Linked DNA regions of Mus musculus: all the other regions are linked to region 5. A link is a contact called in public HiCAR-type and promoter capture Hi-C data. All regions are on one chromosome and are shown on one strand. Each heading gives the region's core, a stretch centred on a gene start, on an enhancer-like site or on the middle of the called end of the contact. The rest is flanking DNA. Distances are from core to core; before and after follow the strand shown. Region 1 holds the start of Zfp869 (zinc finger protein 869). Region 2 holds the start of D130040H23Rik (RIKEN cDNA D130040H23 gene). Region 3 holds the start of Zfp963 (zinc finger protein 963). Region 4 holds the start of Slc18a1 (solute carrier family 18 (vesicular monoamine), member 1). Region 5 holds the start of Zfp882 (zinc finger protein 882). Region 6 holds the start of Zfp868 (zinc finger protein 868). Region 7 holds the start of Zfp964 (zinc finger protein 964).

Region 1 (3,803 bases), core at 338-2,837, 2.2 Mb after region 5:
ATGAAATTCCTAGGCAAATGGATGGACCATGAGGCAGCTTCTCTTGGGCAAGAATCTGGAGTAAATCCTTGGATCCCAAGTGGATGAACTCCTAATCAGTTTGATTTGATCCAGAGCCACTCTCCTTAGCTATCTGCTTATTTAAAAATTAGCTATCTCCTGTCTTCCTTCACTATTCTAGTGTGGTTTGGTCATTTCTGTGGCCTCGTGGATACAGGCATCTTCAATGTGTAAGGCTCCTTCAAATACTGAAAGATCCTGGCAGAATGTAAAAGGACACAGAAGCCCTGAAATTGGCAAGATAGACGTCAGTGTTAGCAGAACTAGCTTCACTGATTTAGAAAAATAGAGGTGCACAATGCTCTGGCCACTTCTTGAACCTGTGTGTCTGCCAAAGTTCTGACCAGGTGTGTGCCCATTGCTGCACCTTCATTAGACTCTTTCCTTGTACCCCTCCCATACCCATTTCTTGAGAATAGACATTGTTTAGATCTGGAAATCCCCTAATCTCCCCCTTCTCCTTTCCCCCCTGAGGGCCTATAAAAACTGGGACCTCTTTCCCCTCGAGGACAACTCCTCTACCCCTGCGTGGGATATGAGTCGTCCCCAGAGCTCTGGCTTTCCCCGAATAAAGCCTCATGTGGTTTGCAACAAGCTCGGTCTGTCGTGAGTTCTTGGGTGTCCGCTATTGTCCTGAGGCCTGAGCGAGGGGCTCCTCTCGGAGTCTTTCAATACCTTCTGTTGACCTGGAGTAGTCTGTGATTGATACTGGAAGTTTTTCAGGAAGTATATCCCGAATTCCTGGTTCTTTGGCTTCCACCTCCTTTGTTGGGATTGCAGGAAAAGCAACACCACCTTGGTCTTGGAATGGGTTCGCTTCTCTGCTTAAAAAGAAAAGGTGCAACTTGTTATAATTGAGCAATCTTTGGCGTGACTTGCTGAAATTCCTGAAACCCGGAGGACATCAAGTCTTGTTTCGATGTGATAGGGGTTGGGTTGGGCCCTGGTCTAGTTGTGAGGCAAAGTGATCACTGCCTTGGGGAGTGTATGTAATAGACTGTGCACAAAAACAAGGCTTCCAAGAGGAAGAACCTTAAGTACCTACTGAGTGCAAGAAGACAAGCTGTGAAAGTTCTGGGATGCACAAGGAAGTCCTGCTTCAATCAGATCGTCTTGAAGCAGACTTGCATGAACTTGGGTGAAAGCCAGAGTTGGGAAGGTCTGTGTGGTCCACGTCTTTTAATTTCAGTTCATCCACTTATGGGAGCTGTCATTCAGATTTCACTAGCCAATCAGGGCCCTGAGGGCAGGACATTCATTCACAAGGACCAAGCGAAGCTGTTCCTGTCACTCAGGCCCTCGTAGGGCAGTGCTAGCCAATCAGAACCTTCAGGCCAGGCCACTCACTCAAGAGCGCCTAAAGGAACTGCTTCATCATTCAGGGCATGCTAGCCAATTAGAGCAATGGAATTGAGTCATCCACGCAGCTGCATCTAGGGAACTCCTGTCAATCAGACTTGTGGTGCAGCTCTAGCCAATCAAAGCTTCGGGGCAAGATGTCCAATCAAGAACACCAGACGAGACGAGAGGTGGGTCCTATCCGCCGCCATGCTGCAGATTCTGTTCTTAAGCAGGCATCGCGTGGTCCCGTGAGCTGCGGTGTGATCGCCGCTGCCGGGAGCTGTAGGGGGAGCGCAGGCGAGCTCAGCAACCGCGCCATGGTGAGCGCGGGGCCGCTGTCCCCGGATGGGGAGGAGCGGTCGGCTGAGCCGCGTGAGCCGGGGTGATAGGTCCTTCCCGGGGTTGGGGGAGCGGTGGGACCGGCCGGCCGAGCGGACACCCTGTGCGTTCCACTGGGCGACGTGGGCCCCGTCACTGGCCAGTGCTTGTCTCGGAGGACTCTAATCACTTCCGCTTTTCCAGCCATGTCTGCGCAGAGCGCGGGGAGCGGAAGACTCCTCCTAATCAGGGGGTAGCTTCCGGGTTGGTGACGTCACCGCCCAGTGCTGGCGCCCTGTTTGTGCTTTTGGTGTCGCACTTATGACTGCTGTGTTCTCTGCGCTGTGGTCTAGACGTTGTGGGCTTCGTAGGTCTAGCATCAAGTGTGAGTTAATTTTGTGAAATTCTCCGAGTCTTTGTCCAAGAGTTTCTTTCGGATGGTGTCCCAGAAACAGTTCTAGAAAAGATTGTACTACTTTATCAAAGGTCAGCTTGTCTCCTAATTTAAAAAAAAATTTTTTTTTGTGGATCTGTTTATTCTTCCTAAACAGTGTGTTGTCTTGTGTATTTGATTGGAAATGTTACGAGTGTGTTGTGGGTTCGTCTACATTGTGCTAACCATTTTGTGTGTTTTTTTAAAAGTATTTTACATATAAAATTCAGCAATGTCTTTTATGTACCTGATAAGAACTTTTTAGCATTTTGTGGGAATTATCTTAAATCTGTAATTGAACCTGGGAACTGACATTTTTCTGATTGTGTCTTCTGGTCATGAGGATGTTATATCAGAAACAGACAAATATGTTTGTGTATTTCCACAATTTCATAATTTACTGAATAGAAAGTAAAAAGGTGTCACGCCTCTGGTGGTAATCTGGCCAAGGCTATTTTTCCAAGATATTTTATATTTCCAAGATATTCTATCCAAGGTTCAATTTTTCCAAATCCTAATTATTAATATTTTTTCATATCACACGGTAAATATATAATTATATCCACATATGCTGTTTACACAACCAGCATAAGTTAAAGAGGCTGCAGCAGAGTTCAGAGGGTCCCAGAAGTTGGCGAAGAGAAATGCAAGCAGTGTTTCAGTTGATGAGAGAAGTTAGAACACACGACTAGTGAGCCACAGGGGGAGAGCTTTGAATGAAGCCCGAGGATGTCAGGTTTGAAAGTGGCTGTAGTGGTCTATATGATATGAAAGGCAGACTGACTGGTCCTGGTGAACTGACAGGGACTCAGTTGAATTGAAGCTGCGTCCCTGACTAGATCCTTGGCTCACACAGGTATCAGATGATAGGCTGGTTTCAGGCCGTGCCATCCTAGTGCTTGGTGTCCATCCCTTTCTGAGGCCAGGGGAGGGAGATGCATCCTTTTGTATCCTATGTATGGTGTTTCGTTTGCACCGCTTGTATGCCTAGTGCCTGCGGAAGCTAGCAGAGGACATCAGATCTCCTGTAGCTGTAGTTACATATGGGTGTAAGCTGTCATGTGTACTCTGGGAATTGGACCTCTGAAATAGCATCTGTGTTCTTTTTTTTATGATTTATTTATTTTTTTATTTTATGTATATAGTACACTGTCTTTAAACACACCAGTAGAGGTGTATCAGATCCCATTATAGATGACTGTGAGCCACCATGTAGTTGTTGGGATTTGAACTCAGGACCTCTGGAAGAGCAGTCAGTGCTCTTAACCGCTGAGCCATCTCTCCAGACCAGCATCTGTGTTCTTAACCATTGAACCATACCACCTCTTTAGCCTGACTTTTCTTTAAATTAGCATGTGCTTTTGAGATAGAAATTGTGTAGGCAAGAATGACCTTGAACTCCTGGTTCTTTTGCCTCTATTTCCAAGTGCTGGAATTTCACATATAATTTCATGTAAGAGGCATGCACCGTGACACCTATCTGATGTTCTTTTTCCCTTTAACAATTTCATACATGTATAAAGACTACTGTAATGTCCTGCCCTCTGATTTCCCTCTTTGTCCTCTCCTGCTTACAGTTCCCTGTGAAATATCCATGTTTTCTGCCCCCTTCATCTCCTTCTTTGTTTTGAGAGCCACTAAAAAAAACCAT
Region 2 (3,910 bases), core at 1,162-3,661, 2.6 Mb after region 5:
AACTACAGTAATTTGGTTCCTAGAAATAAATTCAGTTCTTTATTCAGATTCTTGATTGCATGTCCTGTGGACCCAAGAAACAGGACATTGATTGATCACCTAAAATTGACTCCCAGAGTACTCATTGGTAATCCCTACTGTTGCCAGAGCAAAAAAGCTCTCACCACCCTTCCTGACCCTGCCTTTCTGTGCTGTGACTACAGCAGTTTCAAAGTTGGTCAGTGAACTCGGTTCTAACACAAGTTCCTCTTCATTTGTAATTTCCTAATAGAAGCCAAGGAGGGCAGAGGACAATCATTCATTGGTCTCTTTTCCCTTTTCCTGGAAGGAGTTGCAGGACTGCCTTTCAAGCACTAGGCAGCAGAGGCAGGATTAGGTGTGGAAAGCAATGATAAATTGCAAGCCTGGGCTATGGGAGACATTGCTGTAAACAGAAATCAATACATAAATAGCATTTGAGAAAAACAGAATAAAATTCCTAACGAGAAGGAAACACTGGAGAACAGAAAGAAATAGAGATTGGAGCAGTGACACATTTAAAGAAAATTACATTTAAAAAGTGATACCAATAACTGACTTTTTTAAAAGGTAAAAATGATGTATAATTTTGTACTTAACTGATGCTTTAGCTACACTGGGTACACAGTACACCGTGTAGCATAGGACCACCACTTAGTTGGAGAATGCTATGACAAATGTGGTCAGCATTGCTGGTGCTCTGTCTGTATTACTCTACTGAGCACATCAGTACATCCCGCCTACCTGCTAACTCTAAGCCCTCTGGTATATTTGTCTCTTGCTATTTTAGTTTTGCCTGTCACCCTAAGTCATTGCAGCAGGCTCAGCGTGCCGAAATGTACGTGTATCATCTCCCTTGACGGACAACTTTTAACAAATTGCTGACTGGAGGTGATGTGTAAAAGCATGATCCCAGCCAGCTGCTTCTCCTGGTGGGGAAACTCCCCGTGTGCTTTACATTGCTTTGGAGTTTCCCTGTGGGGATTCACCTTCAGTTGTTCTCTCTGCTTTTCTCACTTTTCTGCTCCATTACCTCTTCTATGTGTACAACCAAAACACTTTTTTTATTTGAATTACTGTCTCAGTTTCCCACATATAACCTAAATTAAGAAAATAAAAAGTGTACATGTTATTAAGTTAAAAAATTTTTAAAAGGTAAAAATAATTGAAAAAAAAATCTTAGCACTATTGACCTGGAAAAAGAGTAGATCCTTCCTTAGTAGAGGGAATGCCATTAATAAGATATCGATTGACCTTGCCTCTGGGCACAGTGTTAGCTGTTGAGATGTATAACCCATGACACACAGCTACAGCCAGTGAGTGGCCTGTGTCTCAAACCTCTGAGCTGACTTAACTGTGTCAATCCAGGTTTCTACTGGATCTACCAGGTTTGTTCCTCAGTTTGAGAAGGGGCAGTGCTCCTTTTCCACACAGGAAAGCCTCAGGGAAAACCTTGCTAGATCAGGCCAGCCCTCAACACAACAGTGCCCTTCCTTTTCAAAGAGCTGTGTCTTACCCATCGGGCAAAACTATGCTTTTTTAGTGGGAAAAACTAGACCTGTATAGCACACCAGACCTTGATGTTAGTTGTGACCGTGCACTACTTCTTTGAATAGCTTTTAGACAACTAACTGCCTTTTAATATGCGGATTGCGTTAGTGGCTGGTTGTAAATCTTTTGTTAGAGTTTGGGGCCAAATGTCGAGACAATTCTGGTGAGTGAACATGTGTTTCTGATCACCTCATGTCTAAGAAGCCTGGTTAGCATACTACTTATCATCATCTTTAGGATGCTTTAGAGGCAGCCCACCCTTAGCTAAACTCTACTTTGCGTGACTTATTATCTCCTAAGCATTGGTAAATCCTTTCCATCATCAACTCTACCCTTCTCCATCACAGATTATTAGCGGAGTGCTAACGAACACATGAAACGCCATTTACTACCTCCCCAAAACTAACTCCAAATGGATCGTACTCCTAAATATTAAATATGAAGCACAGAAATTCTAGAGATGCTAGAGAAACTGGGACTCTCTGAGTTTGGCAAACTGCCATCTTCAGATGCAACAAAAGCCTGGTGAAACTGACTACAAGGATACTTCTACACACTACCCCTGTTCCCAAGGCTCTGCGCAGATGCAGCTCCCAGACCACCACTGGGGTCTAGGGAGATGCAAATACCACAAAGAATCTCACAGCAGGCTGCATCTAACCACTGCTTCCCATCCGACCCCAGGGAGGGCCAACCACACGGGCTCCCGAGGTTCACAAGCCCACTGCTCACCAGGCAACCGCCCCTCGCTCACCATATCTTCTCTCCCAGGCTCGCGCTTAAGCCGCAGGTAGTGGCAAAGAACCACTAGCACTAAGGAAGCTTCAGATTCCAGCCTGCAGAAAGTCCCCCGGAAGAGCCCGCCTCCCCTTCTGACTGGAGGTCCGCCTCAAGGGTCTGATTGGCTAATGAGACTTGAGTGACAAGAACCTCCCCCTTATGCTTAGAGGATGCAGAAGGGACACAGCACAGTGTTTGCTAGAGCTGATATCAACCCCAAGGCCAGACCTTTCCCGGATATGCACATATTTGCATTTCAGTCGCATTTGCCCCTGCCTCCAACCATTCACCCTTCCGCCTTTCTGCACTCAGCAACATTTCCTTCTTCCTCCTGGACACTGGGTGGCTGGCTTGTGCATCTCATTTCACAATGTGGAGTGGAGTGATTTTTGTGTCCCACAAGTAGAAGGGAGCCACAATATTAACAATTAAGGAGAGATTTTAGGAATCAAAACGTTTGTTCTTTTGCTTGACACTGAGGCTAGGTGAAGTTCAACTGCATGTAACCTGGGAGGCAAGGGTACGTCAGAATATCCTGAGAGAAAAGCTGGAACCAGATCAGAAACACAATGATAGGTATACCTCCCACCAGAAGGCTGAATGGTACTCCACTCCTATAGGAGTTTTCCTCATGAAATGCAGGCCTGTCTCCTGACAAATTAGTAATAATGAAAAGTATAGTCTCCATGGTAACTTGAATACTTAGAATGAATTGGTTCATAGAAACATGCCTTTTATGAACACTATTCTTAGCCAGCATGTTCCTGAGTTAAGGTGAAAAGAACATAGCTGTGTATTAGTGAAGGTTCTCTAGATGAACAGAAGGGATAAAACAGATCTCTATGTAGGTAGAAAGGGAATCTATTAGAATGGCTCACAGGCTGTGGTCCAGCAAGTCCAAGAAGGGCTGTCTACCAACTAAAAGTTGAAGAATTCACTAGTTCAGTCCATTAGGCTGGTTGTCTCAGCCGGTCTTCAGTATAACCCACGATTTTAAAGATAGGGGCTCTAATGCCAGTAAAGAAATGAACTTACAAAAGTAGGCTGTTACCAGAAGGTGTGGCCCAGATTAAAGGTGAATATTGTCACCTCAAAAGATCCTGAAATGTCTTTCCACTTTAAAAGCTTTAATTAAAATCCCTCGCATGTTTTCAGCCCATTGGGTTTTAGTTAATTCCAGATGTATTCAGTCTGACTATCAAAAATTGCTATCACAGCAGACAAAACAGAAATGCTGAGCCAAAGTTCTTACCTGTATGGGCATGGGAGTCATTTCCAAAGCAATGCTGTTTCTCAAAAAAGGAAGCATGGGGATTTTTCTTAGGAAGCCTGGACACATTCACGTGGAGTTCTGCTTATTCCTCAACATGCTCATTTAACAAATACACTTTTGAACATGGTCGCAATCTAAAAGCAGAGACGTTTATGTGCCTTCTAACTCAAAGTCAAGCAGGAACATAAAAAAATTATCTTAAAAGATGGAAGGAAATGTCTCCGGCATGTTCATCTTGTACCACAAGATCATAAATGAAAATCATGTGTTAATCTAGCCAGGAGAGAA
Region 3 (4,100 bases), core at 679-3,178, 2.2 Mb after region 5:
TATTAGTCCATAGAACAGAGGTTGCTGTTCTCTTTCTGTGAATAGACAACCATGACAATGGCAACTTATAGAAGAAAGCATTTAATTCAGACATTATATATAGTTCAAAGGGTTAGAGTCTGTGGTCATTGTGGCAAGAAGCATGGTAACAGGCAGGTGTGGTGCTGGAGTAGTAGCTGTTAGCTTGTATTCCACCTCAAGCCACCAAGCAGGCTGGCAGGCAGACACACCCACATCCACACCCAGAGAGAGAGTTGGGTCAGACAGACAGACAGACTGGGCCAGGTGCTGGCTTTTGAAACCCAAAGCCCACCCTGAGCAACATGCTTCCTCTAATGAGGCCACACTTATCCTTCCTAAACAATCCATCAACTGGGAACCAAACATTCAAGTATATGAACATATGGGGGCCTGCCACTCAAACTACCACAGGTGCCTCTGGACAAGACCCTACCCAGCTAAGCTTCTAACATGTAAAAAGGAAAAGCCCAAGTAATTTTCTATTCCCCAAAACCATGACAAAGGAAAACGGCTGCAAATGTGATTCAGTGGGGCCAGGCTCCATCCCAAGAAGGCAGCAGAATTTGGCCATGATGTCTGTGTGGTTCTGACTTTAGAGTCAAGTCTGTAACTATGGAGAGTGTATGGCAGTGTAGTCCCTGCATGGAAGGTACTGAGAAGCTATTGTGAGTCATTTTGGAATTCAAACCTGGATTTCAGTGGAGATCCTAGAGCCATGAGACATCCGCCAAGGAGAGAATTGTCTTGAGCCTTAGAAGATATTTGGACCTTTAAATAATGTTGAGACTGTGAAAGTCTATGGGGACTTTTGACGGAGAACCAAATGCATTTTGCATTATAGTATGGTCTATGGGGGCCAGGGAGTGGAAGGAGGTGGTTTGAATGAGAATGGCTTCCATAGGCCATGTTTCAGTGTTTGGTCCCCAGTGATGGAACTGTTTGGGAAGAATTGGGTGCAGCCTTGGTGGTGGAGGTGGTCTTCGAGGTTTTAAAAGACTTGTGCCATTCTCAGTGGATTAAGGTGTGAGTCCTCAGCCTGTGGCCAAGCCTTAACAATACCAGCATGGACTGTTACACACTGCACCTCTAAGCCTGGTTAAACTGTTTTATAAGTCACTTCAATCATGAAGTTTTATCATAGCAACAGAAATGTAACTATGTCAGGCAAGTGCCCTTAATCACTGAGCGATCTCTCCAGCTCCTGTTTTTTTTTTTATCAACTCTAATTTTGTCTGTTTGTTTGCATTGGGTATGTTTATTTGTGCAGGCTAGTTTTATGTCAATTTGACACAAGCTTGAGTCATCAGAGTGGGGAGCCTCAATTGAAAATGTCTCCATGAGCTTGGGCTGTAAGCAAGCCTGTGAGGTCATTTTTAAAAATTAGAGATTAATGGGGGGAAAGCCCATTGTGGCTGGGGCCATCCCTGGACTGGTGGTCCTGGGTTCTCTAAGCAGCCGTATTTGCAGACAGTTTGGAGTCACCCGATGTGGGTTCTGGAAATTGAACTTGGGTCCTCTGAAGAGCAGCATGTGCTCTCAACCTCTCAGTATCAACTGGAACCAGAGTGGTCTGACTGGCCTCCTAGGTCTGAGGCACAGGGGCCATTGTATTAGACACTGAGTTGGTAACTGGACTGCTTACGAGAACCATCTGGTACCCTGTTAGACTAGGAAGTGCTTGCCGAGTTCACTGAGACAGCAGGGCCCAGCTCTCCAAGAACAAGAACAAGTTCTGCGTCAATGTAAATTCTCCTGACCATATGCTGGAGTAAAAGGCAGGCAGTCCAGGGCAGAGACTGCCTGGTCATCACTTCAGCTCCTGCTGTCAATCAGCAGTCGCTGGGCGGACCTAGCCAATCAGGGCCTTCAAGCTTACACCACTCAATCAAGAGCGAGGTAGGGCAGTGGGAGGCGGATTTTCTCTGTCCGCCGTGTTGTAGACTGAACTCCGTGGCTCAGGGAGGCCCCGTGGGTGCGTGTGCTGCGCTGTGGCCGCCGCTGTGAGGGGAGCACGGGCAGCTCGGAAGCCGCGACATGGTGAGCGCAGGGCCGCTGTCCCAGGTGGAGAGGAGTGGCAGCTATCGGTAGCTCTTCGCTTGTGCGGCGTTAGGCCCGCTGCGGTTGGCGGCGACTAGGTCGCTGCGGCTGTGTCGCTCCGCCCTTCGGCCGCGTCTGCGCAGAGCTCAGGGCGCCGCAGGGGAGGCCCCGCCCTCCGTGTCGGTGACGTCACGGCCACGAAGTGGTTTTTGTGTTGTACCCTGAGGCTGTTTGCTGAACTCAAGGTCCTGCCGGTTCCCCTGAGTTGTCTTCACATATTGGTGGAGAGTCCACTTTGAAATACTTTTGTGGGAGTTGTAAACTCTTAAGTTTTTGCTTATTTATGCCTATGTTGGATAGTATTTGTGAAGACAATTACTCTCCTGAGTTTAATTTGCTCTTTTAAAAGAACATTGACTATTTTGTGAGGTTCTTTTTTTATACTGTTTTGTAGATAAATTAGTTTCCAAATATTCGTACACTATTATGATCATTAAATTTCTTTGTAAAGATAAAATCTTTTATTTGTGTACTATTTATTTAGAATTGTCTGGAACGTTGAGGGTTTTTTTTCCCCCTTTACATATAAACCTTAGAACGGCTTTCTGCTGTTACACAAGATGTTAGCATTCTTGTTGGGATTGTGTTTTGAATTTATAGTGTAAATTGAGGAAAGCAACATCTTGGTGTTGTCTTCTATTTACTAGGCCAGTGCATATTCTTATTTGATTTTTTTTTTCTTTTTTCTGGACACTGGATCTCTCTGTGTCAGTGGTTCTTTACCTTTCGGTTAAGACAATCAGAAAACACTAATTCCCAATGGCTTTAGGAACTGAGATACTGCTCAGTTACAACATTACAATTATAACATAGCAACAAAAATAATTTTTTGGTTGGGAGTCACCTCAACATGAGGAAATGTATCAAAGGGCCGCAGCGTTAGGAAGGTTTAGAGTGACTGCTCTATGTATTCCTGGCTGTATGGGAATTTGCCATGTAGCTCAGGCTGGCCTTGAGTTCACAGAGATCCCTCGTCTCTGACTCCCAAGTGCTGGAATTAAAGACCTGTGCCACCGTGCCTGGCTTGATTCATTTTTGAAAAAGAAATTTATCTTCATCCAAGGATCTTTGTGAAATTTAGTATATGCTTCTCTTTGTGTCTCCTTTGAGCTGTGGTGCTACATACTCGGGGAAATTGCTAACCATTCAGTTGCTCATTGCTATTATACTGGAAGATGGACTTCTTGTGTTAATCTTGTATTCAAGAAGATTTTTTTAAAAAAGATTTATTTATTATTATAAATAAGCACACTGTTGCTGTCTTCAGACTCACCAGAACACATCCCAGTGGTTGCTGGGATTTGAACTCAGGATCTTCAGAAGAGCAGTTAGTGGTCTTACCCGCTGAGCTATCTCCCCAGCCCCAAGAAGTTTTCTTATTATTTCCTTGAGTTTTTGTTGGTCTTGGAATTTCCTATTTGAAAAGACTTGTATTTTATGTGTTATACTTAACAATTTTATTTTGAGATTCTAATACAATTAAACATTTCTCCCTTCATTTTTCTCCCTCCAAACCTCCTTCCATAATCCTCCCTGCTCTTCTTCACATTCGTGGCTGCTTCTTATTCCATTAATTGTTGTTGCATGCTTGTAACATCTATATTCCTAACTATAACCTGCTCAGTCCATGGAATGTTACCCGTGTGTATGTTTTCAGGGCTGACTGTCAAGCATTGGACAAGCAAGCAGTGTGCTCGTCCCTGGGGAAGAGTATCTCTCCTACTCCCAGATTTCCTTAGTTACCTGTAGTTCTTTGTGTACGATTGAGGCATTGTGGGCTTGTCCCTACCCAGTTTTTCATGTCCATTGGTGTTATCTTTGCTCAGCTCATTCTGAATAGACTTTATGAGTAAGTGAGATATTATTTCTAGGAGACCCAGTCTCACAGGAAATCTCCCTGATTCTCTGGCTGCTACACCTTTTCTACCCTAGACTCTTACTTTTTAAAGTCTCAGTGGCTCCCCTGTCCTGTTCTCTTTCCA
Region 4 (3,991 bases), core at 655-3,154, 2.8 Mb after region 5:
ACATGCTCTAGAAGTAAAGCAAGGAAAGTCACTTGTGGTTTTTGCTAGGGATCTGCTTTGTGACATAAGAAACTTAAGGTTAGCTTGGCTGGGTCAAGAAAAGTGAACCCAACCAAGCTCATAGTATTTTGCTCTAATAGCTTTGAAGATATTGTTGATCTTCCTTAACGTTTAAAAGGGCAAAGTTTTTTTTTTACCTTGTGATGTCAGAAAGTCAAATGATGTGCTCCAGATTAGTTACTAATTTCCAGCCTGAATATTTTACTTTCCGTTTCTTTTTAACAGCCTGAGTAATTTCTTATATTATGTACATATAATATCTAGAATTTTTAATAATCCTGAAGTTGTTTTAAAACAGGATCTGATTTTCACAGGGCAACTGCCAAAATTACTCCAAAGAGTGTGTATCAATTAATTATAATTATTTTGATAGTATCATCAAACTTTAATAATAAAAAATTGAGTTAATATTTAAATTTGACTAAAAATGTGGCAAAAATAGTAAAAGATGATATTTAAATGCAGTATACCAACTCCCTTTTAAAAACCCTATCCATATTAAAAAAAAAATACACGCTTAACTATTAGGACAAATTGAATTCCAAGTTATAGGATTTACAGAGCACTTCCTAAGTCAGACACTGTGAACTTGGGGATACAAAGATGCAACTTTTAGAGACAGCTTAGTCAGCAGAATCCTCCTATGAACAAACTCTTCAAATATTGGCCAAGCACATGGATATGGTGGAGAAACACTACTCATCCCTGAAGGGCTTAAGACCTTCGCCATGGAGTAGTCGACACTCCCTGAATTGGCTCTGAATGACTTGTTATATGGAAAGAGACTACTATAACCTTGTAACATTTTTCCCTTAGAAGCCACACCAGTGTCTATGTGCTCTGCTCAGAGCAAAGCATACATATCAAATGCAATTCTAGAGATTCTGTAATTCTCAGGTATAAATCTGTCAGTTTTCCCGACGTTTCCTTGGGCTCACATGAACCCCTAACAGGCATTCTCTAATTTTAACAATTATTCTAAAAAAATGCTTAAAAGGCACACCTCAGCAATCCACTCTCCAATGTGTGTGTGTGTGTGTTTTTTTTTTCCCTTCCCCTCGCTGCAGTGTTATCACATGACCCACTGACAGCTCAGGACAGGATTAGTCAGGCTGGAGGGCGCCTAGCTAAAACCCTTCAGCTGAAACGCTTTTAACCAATGAGCCACCCACAGAGCCAAGCTGCCAATTAACCTGTGCAAATGGAACCTTATTTTCAGGAAAACAACAGATACTTAAAAAAGAGGAAAAAAAAAAGTCTTCTTTCAAAGCTCTCTGCCTGGCTTTAAGGGAGCCGTGAAGAGGTTTGATTCTATACAACCGAAAGCTTCAGCCAACAAGAGCCATTTGGGAATGACTGGCTTGTCTAAACATGGCTTATTGAGGTCTTTTATGATCACTACACTTAAGCCTATGAACATAACAGTGGAAAGCAACCTTCCATTTAACTGCGTTTGGTTAGCTGGTCAGTAAACGAATAAACAACAGAAGACCAAGCAAAGGATTAAGAAACTCGATTTTTGGTTCCTCTTTTCCCAATAATTAGATGTCTGAAGCCAGGCATGGCTTCTCCTTTCCAGAACCTTAGGCGTCTCGCCTGTAAAACGAGAGGGTGGGACTGCACGACTAGGGTATTTTTCAGCTCTAAGGTTCTCCGGTATCTAGGTGTCCTCCAGTGAAGCGGTTCCCTACAGAATAAGCCACATCTCCCTCTAGCCGCGGGGCCTGCCCACATCAGCGATGACATTACACCTTCTGCACGGTCCACCTGCCCAGAGGTCCACGGGGCAAAGGGGGACGGAGTAGGCGTTCCCTCGACCCGAAGACATTTAAATGAGGCCAGGAGCAGATGAAGACAGTGACAAGAAGTGGCCCTCAGAGACAGACCAGTGTCTGACAATACCCAGAGAACTCGGAGCGGGTAGGGCAATCATCAGGAGCCCACTTAGCCCATGGGAAGGTTCCAGTCGGTGCTCTCACGCTCGGCCCACCGAAGTCACGGAAAAGCTCACGCAAAGCTGGAGAGGTGCTTGTGAACTGAGCGATGGGGGAAATGAATCCCATTCCCTCCCCGCTGGCTGAACAGGTGAGAGCACAAGCCAAGGGCTTGGTGGACACGCTCACTTTCCCGTACTCACTGAGACGAGGCTGGGATAGGTAGTTCCGGCTCACCGCCAGCGCCTGCTCCCGAGCTCCGGCCATCGGCCCACCGGTGGGCACGGGCAGTTCGGGTGCGGCCCCGTTCACGATTCCCCGCATCGCTCGCAACGCCATCTTGTCTCCTCCGTCCCGACTGGCCCCGCAGCAGCGCGGCGCAGGCGCACATATAGCAGGGAGGCCCGTGCGGCCGGCCCCACCCATGCGCGCTTCGAAGCTGCGGCAGAGGCCCCGCCCTCTCGGCGGCGCCCCGCCCCCAGACTCGTGACTGGAGCTCTGCGGGGGCGGTGCAGGGTGCGCGCGCATGCTAGGCGCATAGGGAGCTGACCAGAGTGCTGGGAGCGCGGATCTGAGGCTGGGAGCGGGAAAAGAGAAGCGAAAGGGGCCAGAGGGCAAAATTGACACAAGAGAGAGGATTCACGAGAAAAAGAAAGATTCATTGGAATGTAGGGAAGGAAGAGATAGGAAAACGTGCATAAGAAAATACAGACAACTGAGGTTCATAATCAAGCTGTGGAAAACACCTTGGAAAGCAGAAGATAGAAAACCTAGTCCCATGATTGGTAACTTTGTGTCGAAATTTATTTCAGTTTATCCTACTACCAAGTTCTTTTTTTTTCGTGGATCTTTTCGAACAGACTTGGCTTTCTTGCATATCCGAAGAGTATATGGTGTGGAAGACCACCTTAGGAACAGATTGGAAAACCAGTTAAGAGGTTAGAACGCACAAAGGGTTCTAGTTTCTTTTCTTTGGCTGTGATAAAATTAGCTAGCGGTTGGCTTGGTGTGATGGCGCAAGCCTTTAAACGCAGCACTCAGGAGGCAGAGGCAGGAAGGTCTGAGTTCCAGGGCAGCCAGAGCTACATAGTGAAACTATGTTTCAAAACAAAAAAAACAAAAAGAAAAACCAGCCTGTGAGAAACGAACAACACAGTAAATTGATTGTTGTTCTCTTTACAATATAAGAACAGAAGAGGAAAACAAGAACTTTGCTATGACGGAGCAACATACTGAAAAACTTCTTTGTGTTAGTTCCCCATAGATTTGTTGATAAATACACAAGAGGATGTCTAGACTGGCCTTCGGTAAGGTTTATAACTTATCAGTTTGGGAAGCATGGATCTTTGCCTCATTCACAAAATTACTATGTTGTTGTTTTGTTTTTAAAGATTTATTTATTTGTATGTATGTGAGCACACTGTTACTGTCTTTAGACACACCAGAAGAGGACTTCGGATCCCATCATGATGGTTGTGAGCCACATGTGGGTTCTGGGATTTGAACTCAGGAAGATCAGCCAGTGCTCTTAACCGCTGAGCCACCTCTCCAGCCCAATTACTATGTTGTTATAAAATTCCCTTTGGGCTATATATGTGAGGTATGTATGGAATATAAATGAGTTTTATCTATAGACTTACAGCCTATATACAAGACATATTATGTAAATATTTCACAATTAAAAAAAAAAGAAATTTGAGAGGCTGGAGAAATGGCTCAGTGGTTAAGAGCACTGACTGCTCTTCCAGAGGTCCTGAGTTCAGTTCCCAGCAACCACATGGTGGCTCACTGATGATAAGTTATAAACCTTACTGAAAGCCAGTCTAATGGGGTCAGATGCACTCTTCTGGTGTGTCTGAAGACAGCTACAGTGTACTCATATACATAAAATAAATAAATCTTTTAAAAATCTTTTTAAAAAAAGGCAAAATAAGAAATTTGAGATCTAAAGCATTCCTGCTCCCAAGCATTTCAACTAAAAGTCAGTCAGCTGATGT
Region 5 (3,974 bases), core at 1,002-3,501:
AGCTCAGAATCTAGTAGGCACAGAAGAATCATACATTAACATAGTAAAGGTCTGTATGACAGACACACATTAGTAATAACATTCTAAATGAAGGGGGCAAAACCTGAATGCATTGTCTCAAAAACCATAAAAAAACCAAAACCCACTAAGTGACTATTCACTACTCTTCTTGAATATAATATTAAACTATTAGCCAGAGAATTATGCAAGCAAAGGCAATAACAGGTATATAAATCAGAAAGGAGGAAGTCAAACCATCTTTGTTTCAATACATAAAGAGGAAAACCCAAACCTGTTACTGTAGTGTACACCAGGAGTCCCAGTATGTGGGAGGCTAAGAAAGCAGGGTTAAGAGTTCCAGGTCAGCCAGGCGTACACAGTTATACTGTCTGTGTAAAAAGTAACAAACAAACAAACAAACAAACAAACAAACAAACAAAAAAGGTATAAACCGGGTGTGGTGGCGCACACTTTTAATCCCAGCATTCAGGAGGCAGAGGCAGGCAGATTTCTGAGTTCGAGGCCAGCCTGGTCTACAAAGTGAGTTCTAGGACAGCCAGGGCTATAGAGAGAAACCCTGTCTCGAAAAAACCAACCAACCAACCAACCAACCAACCAAACAAACAAAAGTAACACATATCTGAGAAAACTAAGGAGAGTCCAAAAGATTACACCAAAAAGGCTTATATTATAAAGTATTTAGCAAGGGTACAAAATCAACACACAATGCCAGTATATTTTCTCTCAGCAAGTAATGAACTATCTCAGAGATACACTGTTAGAAAGTCATAATGCCTATACACATAAACTAAAATGCCCAAATTAAATGATGATGAGAAAATGTTCTACAAAGGCAGCTTTAGGTCACTGAAGAAAAAAATAAAGAGAAAGAAAGAGAGGATTTGGAGTTGGGTGGGCAGAGAGGTGGAGAGATTGGGGAGGAGTTGGGGAGAGGAAAAGTGTAATCAGAATATATTGTGTGAATTTTTTTTCAATTAAAAAAAATAAAGAAATTAAACACGACACTAGAAAAGACTACCATGATCATGGATTAGGAGAATCAATATTGCTAAAATAATTCAAAGTTGTAATTCAGATTCAATGAAATTTCCATTAAATAATCACATTTTACACACAACTAGCAACAGTTCTTAAAATTGCTATGACAGTGCAACAGACCCGGGGGGAGCCCAAGATATCCTCAGCAAAAAAAGAGCACACTGTGCAGATCTGTAATGAAAATAAACAGAACAGAACAGAACAGAACAGAACAGAACAGAACGAAGCAAAACCCGACAGAGTAGTGTCATAAATATTGATGTACAGTCCATTGGAAAAGAGAAAATAAAAATAAGCCCATACGTTCAGCCAACTGATTCTCAACAAAGGTGCCAAAAATATATACCAGAGAAAGCACCAATAAAATAATGGTGTTAATGCTGGATTTCTACATGATGTTTGAAACTAGACTCTGATCCTAGAGAAAAACCAATTCACAAATTGTTCACTTGTTGCCTGAAAATGACTGGCTGCTCAGAAAAGACAAAACACTATTAAGCACGATCAAACCCGTACCTTAATACTGTTGACATATCCCTCCAAGCAAAGCCCTTCTCTTCTAGCCACCGCTTGACACGTTTCACACTTTTTATCTCGGGCCTTCTCCCTATTTCTAACAGTCCTTTCAAATAAAGTCATGTCTCAGCATTAAAGAAGTTGAATCCCTACAAACCGCCCAACTGCATCACAGATGGCCACACTCCTTGCACCCCCATGTTGCTCACGGGGACCTGTGGATCGCCCGGTCCAGTGAGTTTGGCAATGTGGGGACGGGCCTGGGAACCGAGGGATTTCAATTGTCAATCAAGCAGCAACAACAAAAGCATTTGGATGGAGAAGACATTCAAGGATTCCAGAATCCGCTTCCCATGGACCGGAAAGACTGGGAAATCAGGTTCTACTAGGCAAAACAAAGCAGCGGCACATCGCCCCCGCGCGGCTCCCGTACCGCCAACACAGCTGGCCGCGCAGTCCAGGAGTCGCGCGCGCAGCTGCAGTCTTTGCCGTGGTTCCCGTACCGAGGGACTCGCCTGCATTCCCCGCATCCCCGATGCTCACCATAGCTGAGCTCCGGACCTCAAGCAGCCTCACGCGGCTCCAGGGTGGAGCGGCCTGAGGTCCAGCGACCCCAAACTCCCTCAGCGGACTGGACTGAGAGAGCAGTGACAATGGCGTTGCCAGGAAGAAAGATGGCGGGTGAAGAACTTCCGCTCTGTTCTCCGGGCCTCCAGCGACCTGACTCTGATACTGGGTTTGACGGTCATGAGAAACCTGAAGCTGAACAGTTTGGCACTCAACTGAGAACAGAGTCGCAACTATGGTAGCACCAGAAAGAAAGATGGCGGTGATGCTCTTCCGCTTTGCCTGACCCCAGTCTTGATTGGATCACTTATCTCATAACTGTTTTGGGGAGGGTCAATGTTACACTGCAGGGTAGAACAATACAGCACTCCCTGAGCTGACCGTACAGTTTAGCGACTTTGGCACCAGAAAGAAAAATGGAGTTAAGGAACTTCCCACTGGTGCTCTTGACCCATACACAGAGCCCCTTGTGATGTTGTATGTTGTCAAAAGACCCTTACAAAGACCACAGAGACCGCCATCGTTGCAAAACGCATGAGGATTTTACTTGTCCAACATGTTGGGGAACACCCTCTCAGCACCAGGCCAGAGGAGAGATCCAGAACAAAGGAACACACTTTTTATTACCTTTGTAAGGGCCGGATCTAGGCACCAGGGTAGTTTGGCTTATTTTAATTGGTGTAGCCAATAACCTTTTTGGACATTGGTTGATTTGTATAGGGTGACTCTCATTTTGTCTGTCCTTGTGGTTTTTAGTGTAAGGCAGGGCAGGGGCATTGTTAATCTTGTTCTGGCAGCTGTAAGCTTAGTCATTTTGACCGTTAAAACTATGTTTCTATATTTGTTTAGCCAGCCAGCTTCTTTATCTGGCTCTGTACTTGGCCTGGTAGTACAGTTTGGAAAGTCCTTTTGAAGGGGGAAGGTACTAGGTAGTCTTGAATTTATTTTGGATATTACAGTGACACGATAAAGAATCCTTACCTAACTGGAACGAAAACAAGCACTCCAGAGTTAGCCATTTCCAGAACTGTCTAGTTTAAAATAAAAATGAGTGAATGAATGAATGAATGAATGAATAAATAGTGCAGAATTCTGTCAGACCTTCAAAGAGGAGCTAATACCAATTCTCTTCCACAAAATAGAAACAGAAGGAACACTACCTACTTCATTCTATGAAGCCACAGTTATGTTGATACCAAAACCACACAATGACTCAACAAGAAAGAGAACTTTAGACCAATTTCCCTTATGAATATTGATGTAAAAATACTCAATAAAATTCTTGCAAACTGAGTCCAAGAACACATCAAAACAATAACTCACCATGATCAAGTAGGCTTCATCCCAGGGATGCAGGGATGGTTCAACATGTGAAAATCCATCAATGTAATCCACTATATAAACAAAACTCAAAGAAAAAAAAAACACATGATGATCTCATTAGATGCTGAAAAAGCACTCAAGAAAATACAACACCTGTTCATGTTAAAAGTCTTGGAAAGATCAGGAATTCAAGGCCCATACCTAAACATAGTAAAAGCAGTATATAGCAAACCAATAGCCGACATCAAACTAAATGGAGAGAAACTTGAAGCAATCCCAGTAAAATCAGGAACTAGACAAGACTGTCCACTCTCTCCTTATCTATTCAATATAGTACTAGAAGTTCTAGCCAGAGCAACAAAAGGAGGTTAAAGAGATACAAATTTGAAAGCAAGAAGTCAGAATATCACTATTTGCAGAAGATAGTATACTTAAGTATGATAGTATACTTAAGTGACCCCAAAAATTCCACCAGATAATTCTTCAGCTGATAAACAACTTCAGCAAAG
Region 6 (3,720 bases), core at 827-3,326, 2.3 Mb after region 5:
TGCAAATTGACCCATTCTTATCTCCTTATACAAAGCTCAAATCTAGGTGGATCAAGGACCTCCACATAAAACCAGAAACACTGAAACTTATAGAGGAGGAAGTGGGGAAGAGCCTCTAAGATATGGGCACAGGGGGAAAATTCCTGAACAGAACACCAATGGCTTGTGCTGTAAGATCAAGAATTGACAAATGGGACCTCATAAAATTGCAAAGCTTCTGTAAGCAAATGACACTGTCAATAAGGCAAAAAGGCAACCAACAGATTGGGAAAGGATCTTTACCAACCCTACATCTGATAGAGGGCTAATATCCAATATATACAAAGAACTCAAGAAGTTAGACTCCAGAGAACCAAATAACCCTATTAAAAATGGGGTACAGAGCTAAACAAAGAATTCTTAACTGAGAAATACTAAATGGCTGAGAAGCACCTAAAGAAATGTTCAGCATCCTTAGTCATCAGGGAAATGTAAATCGAAAGAACCCTGAGATTCCACCTCATACCAGTCAGAATGGCTAAGATCAAAAACTCAGGTGACAGCAGATGCTGGAGAGGATGTGGAGAAAGAGGAACACTCCTCCATTGTTGGTGGTATTGCAAGCTGGTACAACCACTCTGTAAATCAGTTTGGCAGTTCCTCGAAAATTGGACATAGTATTACCTGAGGACCCAGCTCTACCACTCCTGGGCATATAACTAGAAGATACTCCAACATGTAAGAAGGACACATGCTCCACTATGTTCATAGCAGTCTTTTTTATAAGAGGTAGGAGTTGGAAACAACCCTGATCCCTGATTTGAAGATTTGATCCTTCAAATCTGGAATGGATTCAGGAAATGTGGTACATTTACACAATGGAGTAGTACTCAGCTATTAAAAACGAATTCATGAAATTCTTAGGCAAATGGATAGAACTAGAAAATATCATCCTTAGTGAGGTAACCCAGGTGCAAAAGAAAACACATTTTATACACTCACTGATAAGTGAATACTAGCTCCAAAGCTCCAAATAACCAGGATACAAGTCACAGACTGCATGAAGCTCAGTAAGAAGGAAGAACAAAGTATGGTTGCTTCGGTCCTTCTTAGAAGGAGAACAAAATATTCACAGGAGCAAATATGGAGATAAAGTGTAGAGCAGAGACTACAGGAAAGGGCACTCAGAGTCTGTCCCACCTGGGGATTCATCCCAAATACAGTTACCAAACCCAGACACTACTGTGGATGCCAAGAAGTGCATGCTGAAAGGAGCCTGATATGGCTATCTCCTGAGAGGCCCTGCCAGATTCTTACAAATACAGAGATGGATGTTGGCAGCCAATCATTGGACTGAGCATGGGATTCCCCAATAGAGGAGTTAGAGAAAGGACTGAAGTAGAGGATGGCCTTGTCATGCATCAATGGAAGGAGAGGTCCTTGGTCCTATGAAGGCTCGATAGATGCCCCAGTATAGGGGAATTGATGGCTGGGAGGTGGGAGTGGGTGTGTGGTTGGGTGGAGTAACACCCTCATAGAAACAGGGTGAGGAAGAATGTAATAAGGTGTTTCTTGGAGGGAGGGAAACCGGGAAAGGGGATAACATATGAAATGTAAATAAATATCCAATAAAAAAGAAAAGAAAAAAAATGGCTTTAGGCACATTGACTGAGGCGGACTACGAGTTTGAGGCTCTTGTACACAATAAAGGAAGAGTCTCAACAAAAATATTCTGAAGAAGCTATGGTACAGTGCCCCCTGAACTGTCATCACCAAACACTAGTTTGGTTCTTTCAGCGGACTTGTCCCTAGGTAAGTCAGAGTCACAAAACTGGCCTGACATCGTTAACTATTTTCACTGGTCAGGGTCCTGGAATCATTCAGTAGGGCACACCTAGAGGTACACAAGAGCCATGAACCTATGTTGACACCTGCTGGCCACCGCAACACTAAACAATGGGCTCTAGACTCACAGCCTAAGGAACTGCAAGAGGAGCTACTCCTGTCACTCAGATCACCTAGAGCAGTTCTAACCAATCAGGAGCTACAGACAGGTTGTCCAATCAGAAGCTTCTAGGAGGCGGGGGGGCGGGTTCTTTTCGGCCGCCATGTTAGCTAAAGGTTCTTCACCGAAACTGAGGAAAGCCGTTGTGGGAGCCAGTGCTTGGAGCTGTGTGGGGGAGCGCGGGTGAGCTCGGAGCCTGGCAATGGTGAGCGAGGGCCGCTGTCCCCTGATGGGAGGAGCGGCCGGCTGGGCTGCGGGAGCCGGGGTGGTGGGTCCTCCCTGGGGTTGGGGCAGTGAACGCGGGGACGTCGGGGCTGCGACCTGGGCCTCCGCCTGCGGTCCGTAGGTACTTCCGCCCTGATCCTCTTGGCGTCAGCGCTGAGCGGGAGGTCCCGCCCTGCGGGGGGCGGGGGATGGGCGGAAGCCAGTACGCGGATGACGTCACGATCCGGGCTGGCGGGGACGTCCTGCTTTTGGTGGTGCGCTGAAGGCTGCTTGCTAGACTAAGGCTGTCTAGGTTCTTTGTGCTGTCTTCGAGAAGTTCTGAACTTTGCTTTCCACATGTAAGTGTGGCAACCTCTTTAGGTTAATTTTACGACATTTGTAAAGTCCAGTGAGTTTCTTTGCAAAGATGTTTAAAACCAGCTCTGGGAAAGATGACTTGTCTCCTTGAATTTATTTTGTTCTTCGGTCAGACATCCTTTGATTATATTTTTGTTTTTATTTCTGCTTATGCATTTGTGGGCTTGTTAATTTTTCTTCCCTCAAATAGTGCATTGTTTTGCGTACCGAGGTTCGCCGAGAACTGTTAGTCAGGAAGCATTGTAGTCGATTCTTCTGTATTGTGTTCACCATTCTGGTCCTTTTCTTCATTTCCACACAACCTTTATTTCTTGTTTATTTTAGCATTTTTATTGGAAGTATGTTGAACTACTAGTTTAAACTGAGAACATGAGCATACTATGCTAGAAATAAGATAGACACATTTGTATCTCCCCAAAGTATCAAATATTTTTGAATAACAATAAACTTAAAAGGTTTTGATGGCAGCAATTTGCCAAGTGATTTCACTTACATTTGTAATTAGGACAAGGTTAATGTGGGTTTTATTCTAGTCTTTTTTTTTTAAGATTTATTTATTTTATGTATGTGAGTACACTTTCGCTCTCTTCAGACGCAATGGAAGAGAGCATCTGATCCCATTACAGATGGTTGTGAGCCACCATGTGGTTGCTGGGAATTGAACATAGGACCTCTGGAGGAGCAGTCAATGCTCTTAACCACTGAGCCATCTCTCCAGCCCTTCTTTTAGTTTTAATTGTTAATATTAATTCTCATGTCAAAGCACACAGTATATCTCTGCATATATTTAGTTTATAAAATGAATACTTAGAAGTAGGCTGAGAGAAATGTAGGTAGAGTTTGTCCTGATATGAAAAGGAACTCAAAACAATTGTGCCACAGGGAGCGAGCCTTTGATGAAGTCACAGAGAGGACTCAGGCTTGTCAGCCATGCTGCTTAGTTCTAGATAGAAGGCCCTGAGAGCAGGCAACTGTGGGCTCAGGTCCAGGTCTGGATAGGGACTAGGTGGAAGGCCAGGCAGGTGAGTAGGTGAGTCATGGGGCCTATTGAAACCTCAGGGACAAAAGTCTCTACTTGTCCTTTCTTCATCTATATACTAGTTATCAGACGATAGGATGGTTTGGGGTCAGACATCCTAGTGCTAGTAGGTGTC
Region 7 (4,207 bases), core at 866-3,365, 2.3 Mb after region 5:
TACCCATAGAAGGAGTTACAGAGACAAAGTTTGGAGCTGAGAGGCAAGGAAAGACCATCCAGAGACTGCCTCACTTGGGGATCCATCCCATAAACAACCACCAAACCTAGACACTAGGCAGATGCCAACAAGAGCCTGCTGACAGGAGTCTGATACAGCTGTCTCCTGTGAGGCTCTGCCAGTGCCTAGCAAATACAGAAGTGGATGCTTACAGTCACCCATTGGACGGAGGACAAGGTCTCCAATGAAGGAGCCAGAGAAAGTACCCAGGGAGCTGAAGGGGTCTGAAGCCCCATAGGAGAAATATCAATATGAACTAACCAGTACCCCCAGAGCTCCTTGGAACTATACCACCAATCAAAGAAAACACATGGTGGAACTTGTGGCTCTAGCTATATATATAGCAGAGGATGGCCTAGTCTTTCATCAATGGGAGGAGAGACCCTTGGTCCTTTGAAGGCTCTACACCCCAGTATAGGGGAATGCCTAGGCCAGGAATGGGAGTGCATTGGGGAGCAGGGGGAGAGGGGAGCAGATAGGGGATTTTCAGAGGGGAAACTAGGAAAGGGGATAGTATTTGAAATGTAAATAAAAAAATAAAATAAAAAATACTACAAAAAAAGAAAGTTGTAGTTTTAAAACTGCAAAGCTTGCTTTAAAAAAAATCAGTTTTTTTTTTAAACCATTCCTTTCTGTGTGCATGTGTGGCTATGCATTGCCATGATGCATGTATGAGGTGAAGGGACAGGAGTTCAAAGAAATTCTGTGGTTCTCGATTCTCTCCTTCTACCAAGTGGCTTATAAGGATTAACCCCAGGTCTCTGGGCTTGGCAGCAAAAGATGCCACCCACAGAGAGATTCGGAGGAACCAAGAACCTAAGTATTTTGTTTTTTTCTTTCTTCCTTTTGAGATAGGTTCTCACTATGTAATCCTGACTTGCCTGAACTCACGACATAGACCTGGCTGACCTAGAACTTACAGAGATCCACCTGCTTCTGTCTCCAGAATACTGGGATGAAAGGTGACTCCCAACCAGCTCAGCAAGAATCTAAGTTCTAAAAGGAAAACCTTGTTCACTTGATGGTAAGCGCCTTGAAACACTCAGGGTCACACCACCTAAGGAACACCAGTGAACACCTGGTCAGACTGAAAACTGCTGCGGAAAGTCATGGAATTGCAAGGATGTTAGAATACGGGTACAGCCCTGGGAAAGAGCAAAGCAGAGATTCATGATTCACAACTTCAAAACTGACTTAAAAGCAATTATCATTAAGATAGGATAAAGCTGCAGATAGGCCTAAGGAGTAATAGAGCACTTACCCAGCATGCTATGCAAAGCTGTTGCATCTAACTTCCAGACTGTGGGTGGGAAGGAGTAAATATTTTTTAAGAAAAGAAAAAATAAACTATACTAGGCTCTGTGACAACCTGAGTTCTATCCGTTAATCGCGGAAGGACAGCACTCATTCCATAAAGTTGTCCTGTGACCTTACACCTTCCTCACTCTACACACACACCGGGGACACACACCAATAAATAAGGCTGATTTAAGTAGGAGAGAGGGAGGGGGAAGGAGAGAGCTGCAGCGCACGGCAGGGGTCCTCCACTTCGTCTACTCGCTAGTCCCGCTCCACGTTTCTCTCCCTTGTCCTGGGGCAGCCCAGGCTGTCCCCTCTCCTCCAACAGCTGCGGGTTTACTGTGAAGCCCGCACGCAGGGTTACAAGTGAGTGCGACGTTAAGCTGTCACAACCCGCACTAGGAGAAACCTGCGCCGTCGAAGGAGCTGTGGGCAGACCAGCTCAGCACCGAGCGACCCCGCCCACGCGGGTGCTCTGGGCTCTGCAGCGTGCTGCCCTCGTCTCTCCGGGCCAGCCTGGCTCCCTCTGGCCAGCCGCAATCCGTCCGGGGGGAGCTCGCGGCTTCGCCTTTTAAACTCTAATCTTCGCACCAAGCCGAACTTTCCCAGACGCTGGACCCACCCCTCCCCCAGTCCCAAGGAGGACCCACCACCCCGGCTCCCGCGGCTCAGCCGGCCGCTCTTCCCCTTCTGGGGACTTCGGCCCTGCGCTCACCATGGCGCGGCTTCGAGCTCGGCCGCGCTCCCCTTAGCTACGGGCCGCAGTGGCCACAGCGAAGGGGGCCGAACCCGCTGCGCCTTCTCCGCTTCCCAGCGGAATGCACAGCGGGATTGCGATGGAGCCCGCCTCCCACCGCTCCCTGGCGCTCCTGATTGGATGGCTTGTCTGGAGGCCCTGATTGGCTAGGGCCCGACTTCGCTCAGCTCGGGAGAGATTTGCATAAAAGCCAGACCTGCCTGCTTCTTGCTGGGTACTTTAGTCTTCGGTGATCTCAAAAGCTTAGTTCCTATTGGTCTTGGGTCGTTGGTGTCCACAGTGCATTTACCAACTCAACGTCCAGTGTAGTGATTTCTTGCTTCAGACCTAGAATTGTTATAGGACCTTGGGTATGATGTATTCCGTGGACCTGGATTTTTATTCAGGGAAGCCAAAAAAAAATTTTTTTTTTTTTAAGGCGTGAGCGCCACCACTGCCTGGCTCCTTTTATTTTATTTTATTTTTTTTAAAGATTTATTTATTATTTTATGTAAGTACACTGTAGCTGTCTTCAGACACACCAGAAGAGGGAGTCAGATCCCGTCATGGATGGTTGTGAGCCACCATGTGGTTGCTGGGATTTGAACTCTGGAAGAGCAGTCGGGTGCTCTTACCCACTGAGCCATCTCACCAGCCCGGAAGCCAAAATTTTTGATAGTGGTCTGTCAAGTGGGGCTTGGTGGTTGGTACAAGTCCCCTTAATCCCAGCACTCATTCTGCTGGCAGCGAAAGACAGATCTCTGTGAGTTCTAGGCCAGCCTGGTCTACATTGTAAAAATCTGGGCTAGTTAAAGTTGCACAAAGTCTGGTCATTGTTAGAGGCCAGAACACACTGGCTCCTCATCAGCTCTTTCTGGTAGAGTTATTAAGACGCTATCTGTACTGTGATTTTACAACTCTTAACTTATAATTCAGTCCAGTATCTGGTCCTCTGTGCTCAACTTCACAGCTGGAAATAAGATAATAACAAATTCCAAGCGACTGGAGAAAAATGAAGGCGTTTTAAATATTCAGTTCTTCAGAGAGACACGGAACCTTAGAGAAAAGGCAAAAACGGCTGTGAATTTTGGCACAAGATTTTTTTTTTTAAGTCCCCCTGGGGGAGAAATTTCTGTTCTTTGTTTCTCACAGGCCAGTTCTGCTATTTTCTCAAATTTCCCATCTCCCTGGCTTAGGGTACAAAGCCTTATCTAAGGAATAACTCGGGATTTGAGGCTTCCTCTTTTCCTTATCATGATTTAAGTTACATAGTAAACCATGGGTAACTCCAAGTCTCATTATGGGCCGGTACCAGCCAGCGCTTGGAAGAAACATGCCCAGCACCTACTGCTTATCTGTAACTGGTGAACTCTAAATGCACTTTATACTGAAATGGACAATGACAGTCCAATTCAGTGGTTCTTGACCTGTGTGTCATCAGATCATCAGAAAACACATATTTACATTATGATTCACAGTAGTAGCAAAATTATAGTTTATACAGTAGCCAAGAAAATAATTTTATGGTTGGGGGGATCACCACATCATGATGAACTATTAAAGGTCATGGCATTAGGAAGGGTGAGGACCACTGTCTCACACCATCACATATGCTAGCTCAGACTAAATCATGTGGTGTTTAACTTTAATTTTTTCAAAACCTATTTTTAATGATGGTTCTTAAATGCTTTAGCCTTCCTTCTAGCCCACCACCCTCCAGAGGTAGTGGAAAAGAAAGGATACAGGAGAAGTGGACCTGTTTAGAAAGGTTCTTTGGAGAACCTTCCATCTGCATTGTCTGGAAATCTGCAGTTCAGTTCACAGGTCATCAACAGCAGCTCGATTCACTTGTAAACACTTCACAGATATACCAACAGTCCAGTTTGATAGAGTTGGGATAGCAAACATGAGTCAGCAGTGGTGGTACTATTTAGCAGAGACAGCCAGGCCTCAGCCTCGGCAGCAGAAAGGACCAACCAGCAGGAACGCCAGGAAGAGTTCTTGGCTGTGCTTTTCTCAGCGAAGTGAAGATCATCAAAGAAGTCAAAAGACCAACACGTGATGCACAGCTAGCTCTATAAGCAAGCCTAGCTCAGCCTCAGTCACTGTGCA

Evidence for each region. Promoter capture Hi-C pulls out the DNA fragments that hold promoters and counts their contacts. HiCAR-type assays count read pairs that join an accessible place to other places. Capture Hi-C pulls out chosen DNA fragments and counts their contacts.
Region 1: a contact with region 5 is called in a promoter capture Hi-C map of adipose tissue, with 4 times the contacts expected there. The contact joins the promoter of Zfp869 here to the promoter of Zfp882 in region 5. A contact is called at or near these places in 1 of 484 Hi-C or Micro-C datasets (uterus) and 1 of 9 other capture datasets (adipose tissue).
Region 2: a contact with region 5 is called in a promoter capture Hi-C map of hippocampal neurons, with 9 times the contacts expected there. The contact joins the promoter of D130040H23Rik here to the promoter of Zfp882 in region 5.
Region 3: a promoter capture Hi-C map of hippocampal neurons shows a contact between it and region 5, with 6 times the contacts expected there. The contact joins the promoter of Zfp963 here to the promoter of Zfp882 in region 5. A contact is called at or near these places in 2 of 39 promoter capture datasets (hippocampal neurons and liver).
Region 4: a contact with region 5 is called in a promoter capture Hi-C map of liver, with 3 times the contacts expected there. The contact joins the promoter of Slc18a1 here to the promoter of Zfp882 in region 5. A contact is called at or near these places in 3 of 39 promoter capture datasets (cranial neural crest and liver).
Region 6: a HiCAR-type map of astrocytes shows a contact between it and region 5, with 9 times the contacts expected there. The contact joins the promoter of Zfp868 here to the promoter of Zfp882 in region 5. A contact is called at or near these places in 3 of 39 promoter capture datasets (hippocampal neurons, liver and neutrophils), 3 of 115 datasets of contacts at active chromatin or transcription factors (astrocytes, neural progenitor cells and regulatory T cells) and 1 of 9 other capture datasets (adipose tissue).
Region 7: a contact with region 5 is called in a promoter capture Hi-C map of liver, with 6 times the contacts expected there. The contact joins the promoter of Zfp964 here to the promoter of Zfp882 in region 5. A contact is called at or near these places in 3 of 39 promoter capture datasets (hippocampal neurons and liver) and 2 of 9 other capture datasets (adipose tissue and liver).

Annotation. Positions count from the first base shown.
Region 1 is chr8:69,714,686-69,718,488 of GRCm38.p6, reverse strand. It overlaps Zfp869 (zinc finger protein 869), which reads left to right and starts at 1,587. Exons shown (of 5, transcript NM_001039965.1): 1 at 1,587-1,721. Gm51532 (a long non-coding RNA gene) reads right to left here and starts at 1,382. Exons shown (of 2, transcript XR_003947396.1): 1 at 736-1,382.
Region 2 is chr8:69,269,605-69,273,514 of GRCm38.p6, reverse strand. D130040H23Rik (RIKEN cDNA D130040H23 gene) reads right to left here and starts at 2,411. Exons shown (of 5, transcript NM_001384124.1): 1 at 2,324-2,411.
Region 3 is chr8:69,747,790-69,751,889 of GRCm38.p6, reverse strand. Zfp963 (zinc finger protein 963) reads left to right here and starts at 1,928. Exons shown (of 4, transcript NM_001200023.1): 1 at 1,928-2,058. The coding sequence starts at 2,056.
Region 4 is chr8:69,087,135-69,091,125 of GRCm38.p6, reverse strand. It overlaps Slc18a1 (solute carrier family 18 (vesicular monoamine), member 1), which reads left to right and starts at 1,904. Exons shown (of 17, transcript NM_153054.2): 1 at 1,904-2,145. It overlaps Atp6v1b2 (ATPase, H+ transporting, lysosomal V1 subunit B2), which reads right to left and starts at 2,390. Exons shown (of 14, transcript NM_007509.3): 1 at 2,198-2,390. The coding sequence starts at 2,333.
Region 5 is chr8:71,906,883-71,910,856 of GRCm38.p6, reverse strand. Zfp882 (zinc finger protein 882) reads right to left here and starts at 2,251. Exons shown (of 3, transcript NM_001166645.1): 1 at 2,119-2,251. The coding sequence starts at 2,121.
Region 6 is chr8:69,623,904-69,627,623 of GRCm38.p6, reverse strand. Zfp868 (zinc finger protein 868) reads left to right here and starts at 2,076. Exons shown (of 5, transcript NM_172754.2): 1 at 2,076-2,189.
Region 7 is chr8:69,652,464-69,656,670 of GRCm38.p6, reverse strand. Zfp964 (zinc finger protein 964) reads right to left here and starts at 2,115. Exons shown (of 4, transcript NM_001177527.1): 1 at 2,075-2,115. The coding sequence starts at 2,077.